2 separate regions of the Oryctolagus cuniculus genome follow, and region 2 is linked to region 1. The links are chromatin contacts, called in public Hi-C maps. All regions are on one chromosome and are shown on one strand. Each heading gives the region's core, a stretch centred on a gene start, on an enhancer-like site or on the middle of the called end of the contact. The rest is flanking DNA. Distances are from core to core; before and after follow the strand shown. Region 1 holds the start of C6H5orf47 (chromosome 6 C5orf47 homolog). Region 2 has its middle 260 kb from the start of NSG2.

Region 1 (4,733 bases), core at 679-3,178:
ATCCTACTTGGAAACATGGATATCTAAAAATGAATGCAATGGAAAGGGTAAATGTATCAGTGAATCCAAATGTACATTTTTCTAAGATTTATTTATTTATTTGAAAGGCAGAGTTACAAAGAGGCAGAGTCAGAGAGAGAAAGGTCTTCCATCTGCTGGTTCACTCCCCAAATGGCCGCAATGGCCACAGCTGGGCTGATCTGAAGCCAGGAGCCTGGAGCTACTTCCGGGTCTCTCACACAGGTGTAGGGTCCCAAGGACTTGGGCCATCCTGTACTGCTTTCTCAGCAGAGAGCGGGATTGGAAGTGGAGTAGCCAGGACTGGAACCAGCTCCCATATTGGACGCCGGATCTGCAGGTGGTGGCTTTACTGGCTATGCCACAGTGCCAACCCCTCAAATGTACATTGACAATAAAATAATATTAATATATCATGGTGCTTAAAATATACTTTAGAATTCCAAAATATCCAATTGCTGCTTATACACCAAGGATGAAAAAAGACTCAAAAGTAAAAGAATGAAAAAAACAGACCGTAAAACACCAACCACAAAAACACATGCAGGAAACATCACTAGAGATAAGAAACATTTCTTTTTTTATTTTATTTTTTTATTTTTTGACAGGCAGAGTTAGACAATGAGAGAGAGAGAGATAGAGAAAGGTCTTCCTTTTCCATTGGTTCACCCCCCAATGGCTGCTGCGGCCAGCGCACTGGGCTGATCCGAAGACAGGAGCCAAGTGCCTCTCCTGGTCTCCCATACGGGTGCAGGGCCCAAGCACTTGGGCCATCCTCCACTGCCTTCCCGGGCCACAGCAGAGAGCTGGACAGGAAGAGCAGCAACCGGGACAGAATCCGGCGCCCTGACCGGAACTAGAACCCGGTGTGCCCGCGCCACAGGCAGAGGATTAGCCTATTGAGCCTCGGCACCGACCATAAGAAGCATTTCTTAAAGATAAAAGGGTCAGGGCCAGTGTTGTGGCAAACAAGCAAAGCCGCTGCCTGCCAACCCTGGCATCCCATTTGGATGCCATTTCATGTCCTAGATGCGCTACTATGGATCCAGCTCTCTGCTATGGCCTGCGAAAAGCAGCAGAAGATGGCCCAAGTCCTTGGGCCCCTGCTACCTACATGGGAGACCTGGAAGAAGCTCCTGGCTCCTGGCTTTGGCCTAGCCCAATCCCGGGCATTGCAGCAATCTGGGGAGTGAACTAGCAGATGAAAGATTCTCTCTCTTTTTTTCTGATTTGCAAGTAAATAAATTTTAAAAGATGAACGTGTCGAATTACCAGAATATATAACAATTCAAAATATGTAAGCATCTAGCAGATGTTAAAGGCATATAAAGCAAATTCAGAGAAATGAAGCAATTCACAGCTGTAGTGGAAGATTTTTAGTACACTCCCCTCAGTAACTGATGGGACATGCTGACATCATTTAACTGACAGCATGAAGAGACCAAAACACTCAGTAAGGATACATGCCTTCAGAGGTGTCAATACGGCATGACGCAGCTTTGACCTAATCGGCAAGTATAGTATACTGGACCCCAAACTTCCGCATCACTTAACAGATCTGCGTTCCTTCTCAACCAAGCATCAAGCATCTTCTTGCTCCCTCTACCCTCCCTCTCGCTTCAGCCTCCCACCTCCCCAGACGCCACAGAGCGGCGGGCTCCCTGGTCCCTCTCCTGTCCTCCTTCCTCGCCCATCCCCACGTCCCTGCCTGCCCGCACGGTGGCCCGCTCTAGCCCTTGGCACCATTTCCAAGGTGGGACCCTGGTGGTACCTCTCGGTCCGCACCGCACTGCCCCCAGCTCACAGCAGCCCCCCTTGCCGCCCACTCAATCAGCTCAGCACCCCCCTATGCGCGCAGTGGTCTCACTCCAACACATAGCAGCGCCCCCCCCGCCCCAAAATGGTCCAGCCCTCCCACCCCCTCCTTGGCCGCTGGTTGCTGAGGGCCACAGTGGTGGCTGCGTGACAGAACCCACAATGGCGGCAAAAGACCAGAGGCAGAAGCAGGGCCAGGGGCGGGCGCGCTTCGTCTGTGTGACCCGCTTCGGCTCGCACCAGTGTGGCAGCGTCTTGCAGCTGGGCGGCCGCCAGTCTCAGGGGGTTTCGTGCCCGGGGCTGGAGGCACACGACAACAACGAGGAGGAGCCGCTGCCACCGGAAGCCGCGGTGGCGGCCCCAGCGGCCCCGGGCCTGGGCGCTGAGGCCTCCACCTCCTCCCAGGGGCCGGCGCTGCGAGTGCGGAGGAGCCGCGGGCCGCCGGCGCGTGCAGGTGGCCGGGGCGCCGGGGCGGGGCGGGGCGGCCACCTTGTCCCGGCGTCTGAGGGCCCAGGGCGGCCCTGGTGTCGGTGGCTTCTCAGGCCGCGGGTGAGCGGTCGGTCTGGTCAGCCGGCCAGGCCGAGGCTGCCCGTCCGTCTGTGAGGAGGCCGTAGGCTGGGGGTGGCCGGAAAAGCCCTTAATTCACTTGCAAGGCTGCTCTGCAAAATGGCGGCCGCGGTAGAGACGAGGGTCCTGCAAGGCGACGTGATGGAGCGGAAGCCACTGAGGGCCGCCAGGGTTTTGAGGCCCTGGCTGCTCTTGGCTCCTTTGAAATTGTTCAGCAGGGGCGACTGGCATGCGCAGGGCGTTGTCAGCCCGTGTGAAAGCAGCCAGTGCCTTTCCACTTCTCCTGTCTGCTTTGGTGTCATTCAGGAAGGCTTTCAGGAAGACTTGTCTCCTTATAGAGTTTACCAGATTACTAAGTTTATTTCTATGAATTTGATCTATTTTTGCTGTTGTCCATAAGGGTTCCTGGTCCGTGATGCCCTCTGTGTACGGAAAGCGTGTTGCTCAAAAAGATGAATAAGTTAAAATCAGTTTTGTTTAAGATTACATTGTGCACGGGGCCTGCACTGTAGTGCGGTGGGTTAAAGCCCTGGCCTGCAGCACCAACATCCCATAGGAGCACTGGTTCAAGTCCGGGCTGCTCCACTTCTGCTCTGGCTCTCTGCTATGGCCTGGAAAAGCAGTGGAAGGTGGCCCAACCTTGGGTCCCTGCACCCTCTTGGGAGACCTGGAAGATGCTCCTGGCTCCTGGCTTTGGATCTACTCAGCTCTGGCTGTTGCAGCCATTTGGGGAGTGAACCAGTGGATGGAAGACCAATTCTCTCTCTCTCTCTGTCTCTCTCTCTGTAACTCTTCTTTCAAATAAATAAATCTTAAAAAAAAAAAAAAAAAGATTACAATGTGCAGCTGGTTAAGCTACTGCCTATAATGTAGAGTCCCTGCCACTCCACTTCCCATCCAGCTTCCTGTTAAGGTGCCAAGTGCTTGGCTCTCTGTCCCCCAGGTGAGAGACCCCGCAGGAGTTAGTGGCTCCTGGCTGCAGCCTGGGGCCATGTGATGAGTGAACCAGCAAATGGAAGAGCTCTGTCTTTGTCTTTCTCGCTGCTCCCTACACTCTCTTGCTCTGTTACTCCGCCTTTCAAATAAATCTGAAAAAATATGTATGTTTTGAGAATGCTTGACAGATTTACATGTTCTAGTCACTACCCGCACGTCGTGATGTGGAGCATTCCCCTCACCTTAGGGGCTCTTGACTCTCTTTGAGAGCCCTTTCCTCTACTTGCACCATTTTTTTTAAACAGGTTAACTGAGATATCATTCACAATGCATGCAGTTCAACCACTTAAAGGACACAATTTTGTAGTTTTTGCCTATTCACAGAATTGTGTAGCCATCACTGTAATCTATTTTAGAATCCTGTACTGATTTAGCAGTCATGCACCATTCCCTCTCACTTCCACTAACCCCAAATTCCAGCCCTGAACTAGCACTTGCCTACTTTGTGTCTCCATAGATTTTCTTTCTTTGAAGATTTCATTTAAATGGAATTATCCAATGTGCAGGCTTTTGTAAATTCTGTCACTTGGCCTATTGAGTTTCATGTGTTACTTTTAGATCCTATAAATTCACCAAATTATCTTGTTATTAGAATTTTATCCTTGATTCTCATAATTTTCCAGGCACATTTTATTTATAAAAGATCATTTTATTTCTCTTTATCCATTCTTAGGTCTACAATAGATTTATTTTACATAATTGTGTTAGATAATGATGAGTACAAGAATGAACAGTATTGGAGATAGTGGACATCCTTACTTTGTTCTTCTTGATTTTAGTGGAAATGCCTCTACTGTTGCCCTATTAAATAACATATTGGCTTTGGAACCAAAACATGTATTTATTTGAACTATTAAAAAAATTCCTCAATATTAAAATTATTTATTTTTTCGTCATGAGCCAGTGTTGAATTTTGTCACAAGCTTTCTCAGCTCTATGAAGATGATCCTATTTTTTCCTCAGATGTATTAATATGTAATATGATATAAATGAATTTCCTGGTATCAGGTCAACATTGCATTCTTGATATACTATTTTTAATATGTTGTTGGGCTTTGTTTGCTAATAATTTGGTTAGATATTTTGGATGAGATACTGCTCTGTAGTTTTCCTTTCTTTATGCTTGTTCACCTGGCTTAGGTATAAGGGTTATTCTTTATAAAAATATTTACGGATTTTTTTCCTTGTGTTTCAATACTCTGGAATAACTTATGGAACACTGGAAAGCCTGGTAAAATTCTTATATGAAACAATTTGGTCTAATACTTTTTGTGGGATAATTCCTTGAAAACTTTTTTCTATCTTCTATGGAAATTGGTCTGTAAATTCTGATGGGT
Region 2 (4,665 bases), core at 1,290-3,789, 310 kb after region 1:
ATCTTCTACTGCTTTCCCAGGCACATTAGCAGGGAGCTGGATTGGAAGTGGAGCAGCCAGGACTCAAACCATCACCCATATGAGATGCCGGCACCACAGGTGGCAGCTTTACCTGCTGCACCAGAGTTTTTTTTTTTAATTTGTAATGCATAGTGACAGAGAGAGAGCAAGAGAGAGAGCGAGCGAGAGAGAGAGAGAGAGAGATCAGTCAATCTTCCACCTGTTAGTTCACTCCCTCAAATGCTCACAATAACCTGAGCTGGCCAGGTCAAGCCGGGAGACAGGAACTCCATCCAAGTCTCCCATGTGGGCGATGGGGTGTCCAGGTACTTGAGCCGTCACTTACTGCCTCCCAGGGTGCACTTCAGCAGGAAGCTGGATCAGAAGCAGAGGTGGGACTTGAACCCAGGCACCTTGATGTAGAATCCAGGCATTCCAAGTGGTGGCTCACTCAGCTGCGCCACAATGCCTGCCCCTGTAAATTTCATTTTTTCGGAAACCAAGAGATGACAGTGATGCCCGGGAGCCCTGACAGTGTCTTCCAACTGCTCTCTTCAGCATCCCCTCCCCTGGCTGGGTTCTGAGGGCCGAGTCTGCAGCGAGAACATGGGTGGAGGAGAGTGGATCCTGCCGTGAACTTGACCCTACTGGAAGGGAGCTCCCTTGTGGTTGCTTGCGCGGGCAGGAAACTGCTTTTGCATTCCAACAAATGTTTGAGTTTTAACAAAGATGCTCTTCTCTTAATGTGCATCAGAAACAAAAAAAACCCAATTTGCTTATCAAACTCATTGTTTCACTTGGGATGGTGCCAAGGATAAGAGATGAGTCAACTTAAAAACAGCCTGCAAATGGGAGTGGAAGTGACCGGCCATGGTGCCGGTACTGAGCTTGGGGAAGTGCTGAGTCCATGAATCTACAAGAAGAAGCGGCTGCAGCTGCCACAAAGCCAGACCTCGACTTGGGGCACAGGTGGCCTAGGGGTTGGGCGCACTGGCACATGCCTCGTAGGAAGGGAGACGATGGGAAGCTGACATGTAAGTGGAAGTGGGCATTCAGTGCAGCAATGAACTTGGCCCTGACCTCTGCAGCACTTTCCTGTGTGGCCTTGCTGTCCCAAGCAGCTCACGGTGAATGTGAGTGTGCTCACAGCGCTCCCCACTGCCCCAAGGTGGGAGCTTTTTGCTCTGGAGCTCATTCCCTGAGTGGCTGTCATGGGTACGCTCCAGGAGCCGGGGCACGCAGGTCCTCAATGGTGAGACCAAATACAGTTGAGAACATTAGCAGAGACGGTGGCTTCCCCTACAGCCCTGGCCGACACCTGCACATCACCCTGTGCCCACCTCTCTCAGTCCCTCTGCATCCAGACTCACCCCTCCCATGGATCTTTCCCGGCATGGACATCTGAACTTTTCTCTGCAAACCCTCGTGGCTCCCAAGATAGATTCCAAGTTCAAGTTCAGTGGCCAGCATCAAAGACCTGTCTCTGCCACTATCTCTACCCTCCAGATTAAGGGAGACCCCTGGTTTGGTCTCCAGCGCATTTCTACTTTGTATCTACTAGAGATGAAATAAGTAAGTAATTATCTGCAGTAGACAAGGAGAGCCTGGGGATCATGTTCAAAATTGGGGCTCCCCAAGCAAAGAGAGGTGGGTGTCTTGTATCTTAGGGGAGATGAACACACGAGAAGAGGAGTGCTGCTCCTCACAGGAAGGGAAGCCGCAGGCTCCTGCAGGTGCAGCTGAGAAACGTGCTTAGACCCCCGTGCGTGCTAGGCTACCAAGGCTCTGGCTGCTCCTGGGGCAAAGTGCCCAGAGAAGTCAAATAGTTTCCCCCAACAGCACATAGCTAGGAAGAGGCAGATCTACGTTTGAATACAATACTTTTCCCTCCCCTAAGGTCAACTCCTGGGGCTCTGAGCCCAGGGCCTGGCATTCACTGTGAGGTTGGCGCAAGTGTGCAGAGGGAGTGAGGACCACGACTCACCTAGACATCTCACGGCTCTGCCTCCAGCACCCTCAGGCCCTGAACATCGTAAATGGCAGGCCGGCAGCGCTGCCAGCCTCCGACGGTCCCCCGAGGCTGGAGGAGTGACTCATGCACACACTGAGGGTTGCCAGGATTCACCTCTGCTCAGCCTGGGATCAGCGTGCAGCCTTGGTAGCTGTGGAGACCTGGTGGGCAGCCCCTTGGCTCCACCCACTGGGAGCCAAGGCCAAGGGTGCACCCCCTCCATGACTTTTTCTTATAAACAGGGATGGGCCAGACAGACAAGGCAACCCTGACCTGTCCCAACAGGACGGTGCAGGCAGGTGCCACAGCAGCCCTGGAGTACCCACCAGGACTCCACAACCAGCTTATTGGCCACCCAAGTCCACCTACCACACCCCCAGGTGCAGTTAGCACAGCCATGGCGGGCTCCGTCTCACTGATTATTTGCCTGTAGCATGTATTATTATTTTGATCACTCCGTTAGCAGGAGGAGGGCACCGTGACCCAGGCAGCCTGCACAGTGCCCAGGCATTTCAGCCGCAGCTGGCCCTCTGCTCCATTTGGTCCAGTTCCAACTGTGCTATTGGCTCACTGAGCACGGCTCGCAACAGCGCTGTAAATACTGTTCTCCAAGTCCACTTCTTTCCAGCGTCTTCATCTCTGTGTAGTTCCCACGGCAAGATGTTTCACAACGTCAACTCCCTTGGTCATTTGTTTCTGTTATTAATGCATGCCAAGTAGTTGCCATAGACATTCATGGGATTCCAGACCTGTAAGCTCTTGTATAGTTCCTGTTTGCAATACATGGACACCGAGTTTCATGGAAATATACTTGGATAGACTCCTGGAGAGGCTGGGGCCCGCCTGGGTGGAAGTGGGAGAGATGGTGGTAGTTCACCAGGATGGGGAGGGGATGTCATGCCCGAAGGACCAGGCCCCACTGCAGCTGCCCTTGGAGTCTACTCTGCACACGGAGCAAAGGGGAGCTGTCAAGGGCGTGGTCTCTCTCCACCTCCAGCTGTGCCAGGAAATCTCGCGTGGCACCCACTATTGCGAGAGGACTCGCCCACTGGATCTGGGGCCCATGGGGGAAAGAGAAGTAAGCAAGGAGCAGCAGGCTCCGTTCCACCTCTGGTGCCCAAGGGCCAGGGCCAGTGCCACGTTGGTGGCAGAGAGTCACAAGACCAAGCCCGGGGAAGCTCCGATCCAGCCCCTGCTTTTTCCAGCTCTTCCGGCTCCTCTCCCTGCTCCTCCTCCTCCTTGGGGTGGCCCCGTGGAGCAGGGGGAGCACAAAGAAGGCAGAAGGGAAGCAGCAACCGAAGAAGCGAGGGATGCAGGCTGGGGCGGGGCCCTCACTGGAGCAGTGGCTCAGATCAGCCAGGAGGGAGAGAGTGGCCCAGCCCCGAGGGACAAGCAGGAGCCCTGTGTCCTGGCGTGAAGACCATGGATGAGTGGGAGACAGCGCGGTCCTACAGGAAATCAGACCAAAGAGTGACACAGGGGTCAATAAGCCAAGCCACCCCAGGGGACGGCCTGACCACGCAGGGCCCTGGCTGGCCAGGGGTTGTGGATGGTGCCTGGGACACAGCCTGGAGGCAGGCACAGGTGGCTGCAGGCCCAACGGGTGCTGTTCGCCTGTCTCCTGCGCTTTGGCCTCTGGCCCCGCCCAGCCTCCGCTCTCCCGCAGGACTGGGGGGCGGGGCCCCTGACCCACTCAACACCTCCATCTGCAGGAGCACAGCTTCCCAGGCAGGGAGGCCTCCCTGCTACAGACAGCAAATGAAAACGGAAAGAACCGTCCCTTCTTGGAACACCAGCTCTCCCTTCTTGCCCTGCAGCCCCCACCGGGAACACGGGGATGGCGATGGCGATGCTACTGCGTTCTTCCCGAAGGATGTTTGCGGTTTTCATTCATTCAAGACGTTTTGTTGAAAATCTATTATTTTGGACACCGCACACCGCAGGGGCAGCTCTGGGAAGCAGCGGGTGGCCAGCTGGGCCTGCAGAGACCTAGGCGTGGTCCAGCCAGGAGCTGGAGAAAGATCCAAAGGCATCCCCCTGCTGTTAGCACGGGACAGCCCCAGGCCCTGGCTGCTTCCCAGCCCGGGGGTGGGGGTTGGAGGGCTGCAGCCCCCCACATTTGTGCAGGTTTTCCGGGATGCGTCTGGACAGCGTGCGGACACTCGAATCCACGCTGGCGCTGCCCTTGACTCTGGACACTGCTTTCCGGCCGAGAGTGGGGCTGATGGAGGCGCGGGCTGGCTGGGGGCTGGGGAGCCTCGTGGGCGGGGAGGATGCACCTGTCGGTGGGGGTGGGCGACGCAGGAAGCCTCCGTGAACAGAGCGCCGAGCTGGGCCCTGAAAGAGGAAAAGGCATTCAGTTCTCGCATCCGAGAGGCGGCAAGGGAGGTCGGAAGCAGCGAGGTGCCCCGGAGGCAGGCAGGAGCCACTGGGGCGCCGGGGTGCGCGGGGCGCGTGGGCCAAGAGGAGTGGCGCCGGCGTCAGCAGGTGCGGGACGGAGGCGTCGGCAAGGGCGCACGCTGCCCCCTGGTGGCCAGGATGCTCCCCGCACGACGGCTAGAGCGGCCCCTTTGTTTCGCCGCGGCAGCTCCTGGCGAGGAGGCTTTGCGGGATGCAGGTCCTGGAAGCTTAGGGATTCCAGGTCGGGGGTGACC

What was found. Hi-C and Micro-C count contacts between places; a contact is called where the count stands out from the background.
Region 2: a Hi-C map of an unstated tissue shows a contact between it and region 1, with 2.7 times the contacts expected there. The contact joins the enhancer-like site here to the promoter of C6H5orf47 in region 1. A contact is called at or near these places in 2 of 6 Hi-C or Micro-C datasets (ear pinna and an unstated tissue).

The regions. Positions count from the first base shown.
Region 1 is chr6:60,418,348-60,423,080 of mOryCun1.1, forward strand. C6H5orf47 (chromosome 6 C5orf47 homolog) reads left to right here and starts at 1,929. Exons shown (of 7, transcript XR_011389906.1): 1 at 1,929-2,287.
Region 2 is chr6:60,730,257-60,734,921 of mOryCun1.1, forward strand. No RefSeq gene overlaps it. Among named protein-coding and RNA genes, the nearest start is that of NSG2, 260 kb to the left of the region's middle. Within about 2 kb of position 2,540, at least 1 of the 8 cell types and tissues checked has an H3K27ac peak or open chromatin away from gene starts, as enhancers often do.